Regions from separate parts of the Mus musculus genome. Here all the other regions are linked to region 2. Evidence: chromatin contacts called from public ChIA-PET and Hi-C data. All regions are on one chromosome and are shown on one strand. Each heading gives the region's core, a stretch centred on a gene start, on an enhancer-like site or on the middle of the called end of the contact. The rest is flanking DNA. Distances are from core to core; before and after follow the strand shown. Region 1 overlaps Gm29538 (predicted gene 29538). Region 2 has its middle 18 kb from the start of Gm41912. Region 3 overlaps Trpm8 (transient receptor potential cation channel, subfamily M, member 8).

The links. Hi-C and Micro-C count contacts between places; a contact is called where the count stands out from the background. ChIA-PET counts read pairs in DNA pulled down with a chosen protein or histone mark.
Region 1: a contact with region 2 is called in an RNA polymerase II ChIA-PET map of effector CD8 T cells, with 35 read pairs. The contact joins two enhancer-like sites. A contact is called at or near these places in 2 of 484 Hi-C or Micro-C datasets (epidermal suprabasal cells and erythroblasts), 10 of 115 datasets of contacts at active chromatin or transcription factors (CD8 T cells, DN3 thymocytes, effector CD8 T cells and 6 more) and 1 of 9 other capture datasets (embryonic stem cells).
Region 3: a contact with region 2 is called in a Hi-C map of uterus, with 4 times the contacts expected there. The contact joins two enhancer-like sites. A contact is called at or near these places in 2 of 484 Hi-C or Micro-C datasets (the C2C12 cell line and uterus) and 1 of 9 other capture datasets (embryonic stem cells).

Annotation. Positions count from the first base shown.
Region 1 is chr1:88,448,815-88,452,449 of GRCm38.p6, forward strand. The region is part of intron 1 of Gm29538 (predicted gene 29538); the gene reads right to left. Among named protein-coding and RNA genes, the nearest start is that of Gm28888, 9.5 kb to the right of the region's middle. Within about 2 kb of position 2,112, at least 17 of the 459 cell types and tissues checked have an H3K27ac peak or open chromatin away from gene starts, as enhancers often do. A contact at or near this core is called in CD8 T cells, effector CD8 T cells, memory CD8 T cells and 1 more, where this site is marked.
Region 2 is chr1:88,585,777-88,589,788 of GRCm38.p6, forward strand. No RefSeq gene overlaps it. Among named protein-coding and RNA genes, the nearest start is that of Gm41912, 18 kb to the left of the region's middle. Within about 2 kb of position 1,820, at least 134 of the 459 cell types and tissues checked have an H3K27ac peak or open chromatin away from gene starts, as enhancers often do. A contact at or near this core is called in CD8 T cells, effector CD8 T cells, memory CD8 T cells and 2 more, where this site is marked.
Region 3 is chr1:88,343,576-88,347,578 of GRCm38.p6, forward strand. All of the region lies in intron 12 of Trpm8 (transient receptor potential cation channel, subfamily M, member 8), which reads left to right. Among named protein-coding and RNA genes, the nearest start is that of Gm51639, 14 kb to the left of the region's middle. Within about 2 kb of position 2,231, at least 22 of the 459 cell types and tissues checked have an H3K27ac peak or open chromatin away from gene starts, as enhancers often do. A contact at or near this core is called in uterus, where this site is marked.

The sequences.
Region 1 (3,635 bases), core at 862-3,361, 140 kb before region 2:
TTGTAAATGGTACTGTGTCTGTGAATACATTAGTATTTATTTTATTATTCTTTCCATTTTCACTATGTTCGATCATCTTCACATAAATAAGAGGTCTTAGGAATGAGTAAGGTTCCGTGTTCTCAGTCCAAACATCTGAAAGAAGCCATGACACAGCAAAAGAACTTTTGAAGTAAAATTAGACAACATTCACTCAATGCCTATTTGTAAATGTATTATCTGTGTGCTTACTATTAGATGTAAACATGCAGACTGTGTCTCCTTTTTTGAAGATTTATGTATGAGTGGTGTATGTGTGTGTGTGTGTGTGCACGCGTGTGTGTGCTCATGAGTGAGCATACACACCTACAGAGGACAGAAAAATGAATCAGATCCCCCTGGAGGTGGAGTTAAAGACACTTGCAAGCCACCTGACATGGTACTGGGAACTGAATGAGTCTTCTGTAAGATAAGTGCACATTCTAACCATTGAGCCATCTTTTCGGCCCTGTTTCCTCCTCCTCCCCTCACCCCCCAACTTCTCATCCTCCTCCATGTGTATAGGAATTTGCCTGCATGGATGTCTACGCACCATATGTATGCAGTGCCCAGATAGGCCAGTAAAGGGCAAAAGATTCCCCTGGAACTGGAATTATAAATTGTAGCTGTCACATAGGGGCTGGAAATCAAACCTTGGTATTCTGGAAGAACAATCAGTGTTCTTAACCATTGAGCCATCTCTCCAGCCCCAGGTTTCTTTTGATCAGGAGAAAGAGAGAGGTAAGAGAGAGAGAGAGAGAGACACATACAGAGAGAGAGAGAGAGAGAGAGAGTGCGTGTACGTGTGTGTGTGTACGTGTGCACGTGTGTGTGCATATGTGTGTGTGCATGTGTGTGTGTGTGTGCGTGTGTATGTGTGTATTAGTGTATTCTGTGATTCTTTCCATGTGGTTTAGATGCTCTGCCGTTTCCCTATGTCACTAGCATTCTGGCTACACCTCTCTCTTTTTAATTTCATTTTTAATAGTTTGCCTTATTGTGTTTGTGCCCACTGATTTCTTCTGCATGGCTGGGTGCTGTCCATCTCATCCAGTGGTCTACATTTTTTATCTTCATCTCTGGGTGTCCTACTTGGACCAGTGCCATTGCTACACTTCCCACTTTATTGTGATCATGGTTCCTGTAAGGACTTGAATGTGTGGTGACCGTTTATGATAATCACCCTTTCCTGCTAGTTCAGTCCTCTCTATCATGTGAGCAGTTTGTCTACCACCCCTTTGGGTGGGGAGTCTTATTGGACATGGGATACTGTAGCCATGAGTCTCAAGAATGTTATACTTTTTGGGATTCTTTGAATTTTGTTTTCTCACTGAAGTCACATGGATTCTAGTCAATAGTTTTGAGGCTCGTGTTCAAGGTTTTCTAGGGCTGGCCCAGGATTCTTTTGAATCTAGGAAAATGCCTAGACAACCACTCCCCTGATTCCATCAAACCAATTATTTTCTGAGGATGTAATCTATTGTTTCATTATCAAAAGCCCTTTCTGTGATGGAGAGAAGAGCCCTACGTGAGTTTAGAGAGTTGTTCTAGATTCCACCTTCTGGAGAGTCTTTTCTGGACTCAGTTACCTCTCACACACTCAGATCAACACAAATCAAAACATTTGGAGGTTTCTCTCTGGCTTTCACTAGAACCATTCCTCTTTGTAGCTCTCCCCTTTCTGTATTTTGCCATGCTGGCCTTTCTGAATGCTGGGCTCTTTAACCTTACAGTATAGCATGGAAACCACTTCCAGACTTTAAACCGGGGTGATGCTGAGAGTCCTTCTGTCTGTCCATCTGTCCGTCTCTAGGTGATTCTCTTCTTGGGCTGGCCTCTTTCTAGGAAGCACTGTCTCTTACTCTCAACATCTACTTATTGAAAGCATGCACAGTGCTGAGACTCCACTGTGGCCAGCCCCAGAGATGCACATCTATTTGACTTGGAAAGAATAGAAACTTGTCACAAAGTCATCATTTACAATTGAGAATTCAATGGTACGGGAAGAAGCAACTGAAACAGAAACAACCTTAGGGCTTCCGGTTCTAACTTTAACCCACTGCAGAGGATGTGTAAAGTTCTCCTGCGGTAATTACATTAACAAACCTTTAGTCTTTCACAGTTTTGGCCGCCACATTTTATGCACAGCAGTGAGTTGTCAGGCTCTGTGAACTTGGTTACAATTTCTGCTTCAGAAGGAATGGCTGTCAGGCCTAGATCCCTTTTCTCCTTGGGCTGTGTGAGAATATTTTTAGGCAAATTGGAAGAGAAAATAAGCCCCCTGCCCACACTGTAGTGAGTGGCCAGGTCAACCAAAGATGGAAACGTGCTGACCAGCCAGCAATTTTCCTTCGGAGACTGTATAATGAACAGTTAGAATTACTCAGTTACACAGTGACAGAAAAATAATTGCGAGCTTGAAGTACCCTGAATACCTGGAATTGAATTTTGCAATAAATCTTTAAAATAGTCACTCATGTTTGATTTCTTTATATGGTGTATAATGGCTTCTCCACTGAAATACAGGCGCCTTTGATTTTCCATCTTTCTATGATGCCTCTTTTAAAAATGACAATCTTGTCTTGTGGTACCCACAGGTTGGCACCGTGGGCTGACTTTGCACCCAGCAGCATCACAGCTTGGGACAGCCCTCCATGCTGCCAGCTGTTCTCTGCGGTCCTTGCTGCACACCACCATGCTCCTGGGAAGCCTGGCCAGCTCTTCTGGTGGCCCTTCTGACCTCTTTCACCCTTTTATTTTGGTTGTACGATGTAAGAACCATTGAGCGCTACACATTCATGTCATCTGTTTATACTTAAAAGAATAGTAGTGTACACTCAACTACTTTATGACAGATTTTATTTATGTAAAACCAGGCATCATAACATCTTAGGGCTTTAGGGGGCTATAGGCATTGTGTGTGTGTGTGTGTGTGTGTGTGTGTGTGTGTGTGTGTGTGGTGTTTGTGTGGGTGTGTGCATACATAGTATGTTCATGTAGATATCAATATAGGATGTCTTCCTGAGTTGCTTCTCCACCAATATTTTTTGAGATGGGGCCTCACACTGAACCTGGAGCTCAGGGATTTGGCAAGGCCAGCGGACTTGTAAGCTCCGACAGATGCTGCCGTCTCTGTCTCTACAGAGGGGGTGGTAGGCATGTGTCTACTGCACAGCAGGCTCTTTATTTACTTTTTAACTTTTTTATTGATTCTTTGTGACTTTCACATCGTGAACCCCGAGTCCCATTCATCTATCTCCCTGTCTCTGTATCTGCCTGCCCTTGGCCCTTGAAACCTCCTTCTCCCCAGCCCTCAAGAAAACAAAAAAGTAAAAACAGAAACAGAGAAAGAAAGAAAGAAAGAAAGAAAGAAAGAAAGAAAGAAAGAAAGAAAGAAAGAAAGAAAGGAAGGAAGGAAGGAAGGAAGGAAGGAAGGAAGGAAGGAAGGAAGGAAGGAAGGAAAGAAGGAAGATCTCGCCCTGCAAGCTGCAGTGTGTCATGGTGTATCACACTGTTGTGCCCTTTTGACTAAGCATCTTTACTTGCCAGTGTTTATGGAATGAGTCATTGGTCTGGTTCGAGGCACTATTGGTACTGGAGCCTCTCTGGGGTTCCTC
Region 2 (4,012 bases), core at 570-3,069:
TATTCAGCTTACACTTTCCATACTGCTGTTTATCACCAAAGGAAGTCAGGACTGAAACTCAAGCAGGTCAGGAAGCAGGAGCTGATGCAGAGGCCATGGAGGGATGTTACTTACTGGCTTGCTTCCCCTGGCTTGCTCAGCCTGATTTCTTATAGAACCCAAGACTACTAGCCCAGGGATGGCACCACCCACAAGGGGCCCTCCCCACTTGATCACTGAGAAAATGCCTTACAGCTGGGTCTCATGGAGGCATTTCCTCAAGGGAGGCTCCTTTCTCTGTGATAACTCCAACTGGTCTCAAGTTGACACAAAACCAGCCAGTACAACCTAGCTTTTACAGTCCCAAGAGTCATGACAGGAAGATAGAGGTGTCAGAAATGGCTGCCCCAGGATCCCTAAACCCTTCCTGTCACATGACTTTCTCCTTGACATCTTCTTTCCAACATGGAGAGTAGCTCTGGGGAGTGTTTATCAGCCATGGCGGAGGCAGAGGATGTTAGGAGAAACTTGAAGTAGAGCCCAGGCTTTGTCAGAACTCTGACTAGCCTGCTAGTTGATTTCAGGAAAGCAACAGAATCTCCAGTCTCAGTAAAAATCCCCTTTATCACATGACAGTAACTAAGAAGATAGAGAAAATGACCTTTGAAAGGGACTTCTCAAAGCTGAAGGCTCACTCTCGTTTTATTTCTGACTGGCTATTGAATCATGCAACCAAACAGGACATTGCAAACTTGACCCTCAAAATCAGTTTCAAGGTACTCCCTTCCTGACAGTTCTGTTAGCAAGATTAGACTCTTTTTTCTTTTTTTTTTAAATTAGATATCTTCTTTATATACATTTCAAATGCTATCCCGAAAGTTCCTTATACCCTCCCCCTGCCCTGCTTCCCTACCCACCCACTCCCGCTTCTTGGCCCTGGCATTCCCCTGTACTGGGGCATATAAAGTAGCAAGATTAGACTCTTGCTCCTAGCATTTGGGGACCAATGTCGAGGATACACTGTGGCATGGTAGGTGGTTCTGATGGCGAGAAGGGCAGAACAGGGACTCTCTGAGCAGGGCTTGCACCGTGTCACAAGCAGGCAGCTATGGTGACGTCCTCAGGAGCCAGCAGACACTATCTACCTTGCTTGTTGCAATCCCAGAACAGGAATCTCACTCATCTTTGGCTATAATGAGACCTTCCTGCTCATTTCCAAACCCAGTTTATCTGCTGGGCTGGGTGCCAGGTATCAACCTAGCAAGCACCAGGAAGCAGGCTCAGCAGCACACTAAAGCTGCTGTCTCTTCTAAGTGAGGAGGGAACTGGCGGTGAGCAGAGCTGGATCTGGCTAATGTAGGCTGAGGTGGAAGGCAGACGTGCCTAGTGAGCTTGCTCTTCCCTCTACTACGGGGCACCCCTCTTGAAAGAGGCAGTGTATGTTTTCCCATCTCTGACTCTGACCTGGAACATGAGACTTTAAGGAGACTGACCACATGTACATCCGTGAGTGGGGCCCTGTGCTTGGTGGCTCAGAGGAGACCCTGTGTGCACATCTGTAAGCTCAGCCCCTGATCTCCTTAGCAAAGAAAGGGTTCTTCCCAAACTCAGACTTCTGAAAATGAGAGAGAAAGAGAGAAATGGGGGGAGGGGCGCTCTAACTTCTAGAGATAGGTCTCAGGGTGTTACTTGGGGTCACAAAAACATAGCTCGATGCAGAGGAGAGCTGACTTCCCTTTTTGAAAATGGAGGAAACCACAGACCAGAGCTAGCACAGACAGCAGCCACATCTGTCTGGATTCTGTGGAAAGATTAGTCAACCCAGGATGACGGAGGCAGCTCAGGCTTGCTCAGACCCATGAGGAAATCTCTGTGTTGCAAACCCAAACACGGAGTGTCAGAACCCCCATGCACACACGGCAGCACTGAAAGCAGAAAGGGCTGAAGTCATGAGGTTTATGGAGTCACAAGAAGGAAGGGGCTGTGTCATCAGTTAAAGATAAGCACAAAGCTGTCACGGTAAGGAAGGGGTGAATCTCAGGCGTGTGCCATCTTTCATTTAATCGGTTCGTTCATCTAATGACAAGGAAAACAGAAGTCACAATATAACCAGATAACATGACACTGAGTCAACTTGCATAGGTTCTGGCCACTAGCTTGCAAATGAAACATTAATTGGTGATGAGATCTAGTTAGCCCTGGGTCAGGGGCTGCGGCTCCATTGGCAGAGTGCTTGCCTAGCATGTGTGAGGACCTGGGTTTTATTCCCAGCTGTCTTAGTCAGGGTTTCTATTCCTGCATAAAACATCATGACCAAGAAGCAAGTTGGGGAGGAAAGGGTTTATTCAGCTTACACTTCCATGTTGTTTTCATCACCAAAGGAAGTCAGGACTGGAACTCAAGCAGGCCAGGAGGCAGGAGCTGATGCAGAGGCCATCGAGGGATGTTACTTACTGGCTTGCTCAACTTGCTTTCTTATAGACCTACAGTGGGCCCTCCCACCCTTGATCACTAAGAAAATGCCTTACAGCTGAATCTCATGGAGGCACTGCCTCAAGGGAGGCTCTTTTCTCTGTGATAACTCCAGATGGTGTCAAGTTGACACTCAAAACCAGCCAGTAGACCAGCACTGCATAAACCAAGGCTTGATGGTGTACTTGTGTAACCCCATTGATAGGGATAGAGGCAGTAGACTGTGAAGTTCAAGGTCATCCTGGGCTGCAAGTTTGAGGTCAGCCTGGGATTCTCGACATTCTATTTCAAAAAACAAAACAAAGAAGAAGAAGGAAAAAAAATAAAACTAAGGAATTTTCATAGGAATAGTCCCTGGAATGAGGGGAAAAGTTGGGGTGCTGCCAGGCTTGGTGGAATCAGCCTTCTGCCTTTGCCTCTGGCTGCCTAGCATTTATTCTTGTCCTGGATCTGTTGTCTGTGGGTCTTCCCACCCTCTATCACAGACCCTTTCTTTCCAAAATCCAGACAAAATGATACTGTGACTTTCCTCATAGAGGGTTCTAGCTGCAGATGTTAAACATGGTCTTCCTGCCAGCATTGCATGTGATCATGAGACTTCATCTAGAGAAGGATATGTCAGCACTGGGCATGTGTGGAGATTCACTAAGGATTCGATAGATGAAATGTCACCCTGCTTCCTGCTCTGAGAAGCTGCTGAGGATGTGTGTGTGTGACAGAGAGACAGAGAGGCAGAAGGGACAGAGAGAGAGAGAGAGAGAGAGGGAGAGAGAGAGTCAGAGTCTCCAGCTCAGATGTGCTAGGAAGATGCTCATGGGGTGTGTCAGGTCAGCTGCAGTCCAGTTACTGTTGAAAAAGTTTGGAGGGTGCATTCCTAGAGAAGTGGAGTCAGCAGGCCCTCCAGGGAGGTGACATTATTCACGGGTGTCTTGCATATCCACTCAGGATTGTCTTTGCTTCCTCTCCTTTAGCAGTGGGAGGGGGGAAACAGAGAGAGAGAGAGCGAGAGAGAGAGTGAGAGCACCCCAAGCTCGCCCTCTGGTCAGTGTGTCACCCACAGCTCAGTGCTTAGATGTCTGTAGGAACCCTGCCTCTGGCTGGGGCTTGTAATCTGCAGACCAAGTGACACAGCTTCCTGATTCAGTTTCATCTTCCATAGCCTAGAAAAAAAAGCTTTCCTTTTTTTCTCTTCTCTTCTCTTCTCTTCTCTTCTCTTCTCTTCTCTTCTCCCCTCCTCCTCCTCCTCCTCCTCCTCCTCCTCCTCCTCCTCCTCCTCCTCCTCCTCCTCCTCCTCCTCCTCCTTCTTCTTCTTCTTCTTCTTCTTCTTCTCTTTTTAAAGGAGAAGAAAGCAGAGAGCCAGGAAGTAGCAAAGCAGGAACATCATTGGAATTGACCCTAGAGACACTTCCCTGGGGCTTCTGGGAAAATCTGCAGCACTCACACAAGTGTCAGAACAAGGGAGGTCTTGAAGGAAAGGCCTGGGGTTCAAACATGGCTGCTACATAGAAGGCAGATATCTTAGTTTCCTTTTGTGGTGCTATGATAAAATGTCCTGACAGCT
Region 3 (4,003 bases), core at 981-3,480, 240 kb before region 2:
CTATCCTTAATGTACGGCCCTGTCTGATGTGGAGCTATGGGTGTGCTCTCAGGAGGGGTTGCGTGAAGGGATGGGGACTATTGTGGAATTGTCAGTCTAGCTTGACTAAAAAGATCAAGACAGCCACATTCTTTTGCCACCTCCCCACCTAGCAAAATTCTGGTAACAGATTTGTCAGGGATGAGATGTATGAGGGAGAGTGGAACAACTTTGCTGAAGACACTCACCAGTGTCTTTGAGTGAGGTTCTCGGGATGCCCTGGGTCAAAAGAGCACTTCCAATATGGAAGTTGCATGTGCATTTAAAAACTATACATTTCCATCAGACCACTTTTCTAGATTTTTCCATTTGATGAACATTTTAGGAGCCCACTGATGGGGTTCCATGCATCTAAAGTTCAGTCAGCCTTGGAAACTCTGTTCAGGAGGAACAATTGAACCATCAAACAGAGCTTTACAAGGGTGCATCTTTGTGTTCAGCTATTTGATTTTACACATGTATGTGTGGATTTGAAGATGTACATAACTCAGTTTCTATCTTCAGCAGCCAGGGTAAGAAAACACTCTCAGACACATCACTGTATCATCAGGACTTGATTTACATTAACGTGATCAATTTTAATGACGGCAGTAGAAATAGTAATGGTTCATGAATTTTTGAGTTATTCATCCCTTTAGCAAACATTGTGTGGTGTTTGGTCTTTGCACTATAATGAAGCCTATTATACAGCACACAACTTTAGTTAATGGAGGGAAAGTAGAAGTATAACTGCATTAATTAATTGATTCATAAATGAATCCCTGTGAGAAGACTATTCTATTTAAATAAGGTCAGATGGTAAATAAACAAACATAGACACTTGTGAACATTATACATTTAATTTTATTACCTCGGATGAAGGTGGTTAGGGGGAAGGACAAGGAGGTTAAGAGTTTGATTGCTGGAGTAGCTATCTGTGTGTCAATGGGCAAGGTCCTCAACTATGCTCTGTTAAGTTAATTGTACAGTACCATACTGGAGCCAACTCATACTGGCTTGCAAAAGCTAGTTGCTAAGTTTTCAGAAATGCATGGGGTTGGTTGTTGAATATAGTCATTATTAAAAATTGAAGCATACAACATTATAATTTGAAGAAATTGTGTGAAAATCAAAAGTAAGACATAATCAAGGCTAATGTCTTGGAGGATGGTGGAGAAAGCTTAGTGGGCTAGGGCATTTACTCTGCAAGCATGAAGCCATGAGTTCAAATCACTGGCAGTCACATAAAATTCTGCATCTGGCTGTGTGTGTGTGTGTGTGTGTGTGTGTGTGTGTGTGTGTAATGCCCGCACCGAGGGATGGAGACTGGTAGATCCTAAGAGCTCACTGGCTACAGAAGCTGGCCAAAGAGACCAGCTTCATGTTTAGTTAGGGGTCCAGCCTCAGGGCAATAAAGAGTCCAGTGAGAGAGAAAGAGATGTGATGTCCTTACTCTGGCCTTTTCATGAGCACTATCAGGGGCACACATCTGCACGCATGCGCGCGCGCACACACACACACACACACCTACACACACACCTGCACATACACATCTGCATATATACACCTGCACACATGCACACATGCACACCTGCACATGCACACCTGCGCCCCACACATACAATGCCTCCCCACCAACTCACCAACTCATGACTTTCTACTTATTTTAGAAATTGTGTTTGTGGGGTGGGTTTACTTCTGCTGCTGCTGCCTGCTGTTAGGACCTTCACTAATAAAGGACCCTGCTGTCTAGTGTGAGCCCACTAGTCTAAGATCCTGTCTAGTAGTGGGAGCCTCTAGAACTATTTCTGGTTCTGCATTCAGAGGTATCACAGTAGTAGCCGAAAACTCACCACGGCAGGAGTATGTGCACCATAGGACTCAGCAGAGACTGTGTCAGGGTGCGTGTTCCTCTAGAATAGAGAGCTATTGCTAAAGATTTGTCCGGCTTGCCTGAAAACACAGAGACTAGCTGTAACACCTTTCACATTGTGTTGTTACACTGATTGAATTAGATGGTGTTTCTAAACGACTTAGAACACTGGCTCTTACTAAGATCTATACTATTATCCACTTAAAAGTAAATTTTAAAATGACCTCATGCAGTGTTTCACAATGCACATAGTGATTTCCTAGCTACTCACATCAACCTACAGCAGAGATGATCTCATTTTGTTGACAAGTGAGTCAGAGCACCAGATGTTACTGGATGGGGGCTCCTGGTGGTGTCTGGGGGAGGTGCTGCTCTGAGCTTGAATCTCTGAAAGAGCATGACCTGGGTTGTCTCATTTGTTTTCACCGAGCAGAACAAAACAAACTGAGGCTCAGAGACAGAAATCTTGTTCTGACTCATTGAACTAAAGACTGGTAGAATCGAGGTTTGAAAACAAATGAGTGTGTGTGTGTGTGTGTGTGTGTGTGTGTGTGTGTGTGTGTGTGTGTGTGTGTGTGTGTGTGTGTCTGTGCATGTGTGCACGTGTGTGCAAAGCTTTTCTTTTCCTGTATACAAGTGGCTTTCAGGGTGGTCCCAGGACCAGTGACAATGTAACCCAGTAACTCGCTAGTGGTATAAACTGCTATGTTCCATTTCAAGCTTGCTGAGTTAGAAAGCAAGGTTGATTGCCAGTAGTCTGACGTAGCAAGTCCCCGTGTTTGAGAGCTGCTGCCTCACACTGTCTAGTGTGGTGCCAATGGGGAAGCACACACACATGGAACGAAATGCAAGATAGTAGGTGTAATGGACATATGCTTTGAGGACAGTGGAGAAAATGGAGCTATCATTCTCACCAGATGAACCTCTTACCTGCTGATCCCAGAGAGATCTACAGAGTCGGGGATCCCTGGAGAGGACAGGAACTCCACAGAAATACCAACAGAGTCACCTAACCTGGACCCTTGGGGCTCTCAGACTCTCAACCACCAGTCAAAGAACATACATGGGCTGGACCTTGGCCTCCCTGATCATATGTAGCAGATGTGCAGCTTGACCTTCATGTCGGTCCTGAACAACTGGAGCTGGGGATATCCCAAAAGCTGTTGCCTGTACTTGGGATATGTTTTACTAGCTGGGCTGTCTTGTTTGGCCTCAATGGGAGAGGAAGCACTTAGCCCTGCAGAGATTTGAAATGCTGGGGGTGGGGGAAGGATACCCAGGGAGGCCCACCCACTCAGATGAGTAGGGTAGGTGATGGGGGAAGGATTATGAGAGGGTGTGCCTGGGAGGGGGCCAGTGAGCAGGGTATAAAGTGAATAAGTAAAAAAAAATTAAATTATAAAAATTAAATTAAAAAATAAAAACAGAGTGGAGGACCCAAAGATCCCTTAACAATTTCTCCTAGGCAAGATGTGAATGTAAGTAAACAGTATTAGGCCAATATAAAAGCATCGAAGCTGCCATTGCAGTGAGGGCCAGACAAGGAATGGAGAGAGTGAAGTAGGCTGCTAGTGGTGAGGAGTCATGGATTCAGTGGGCGCCAGGGGGCCCGGGTTCCTGGGAATACATGCCACAGGCTTCTAAGGGAGGTTTCCCTGTTGTCAGACCTTGCGCCTTCCACTTTTAATGCTCAAAATAAAATCTTGATGATCCCTTGAATCTGTGAGTGTTGGCAATGAAACTAACTTATAATAAATATCATGGAAGCCATATAATACACCGGAGAGTCGATACAGAGCAAACCTACTGGATTGTGGCTAAAAGAGAGCATTGATCTTTCTTTAGACTCTTAGGAAAACTAGACAATGGCTTCTGCCTGTAATCTCAGCCTTTGGGAGGCAGATACAGGAGGAGTGCCATGAATCCAAAGCCAGCATGGGTCATGTGGTGAGTTTCAGGCCAGACTGGGATACCAAGTTAAGACCCTATCTAAAAATAAATAAGAATCAAAGGATTCTTGGGAAAGCTCAGTAGGACCATTTTACCAGACACTCAGGACACACTGACACAGGTAGCCAGCACCTAGTGTTCCAGTGATTTGCTGCTGTGACA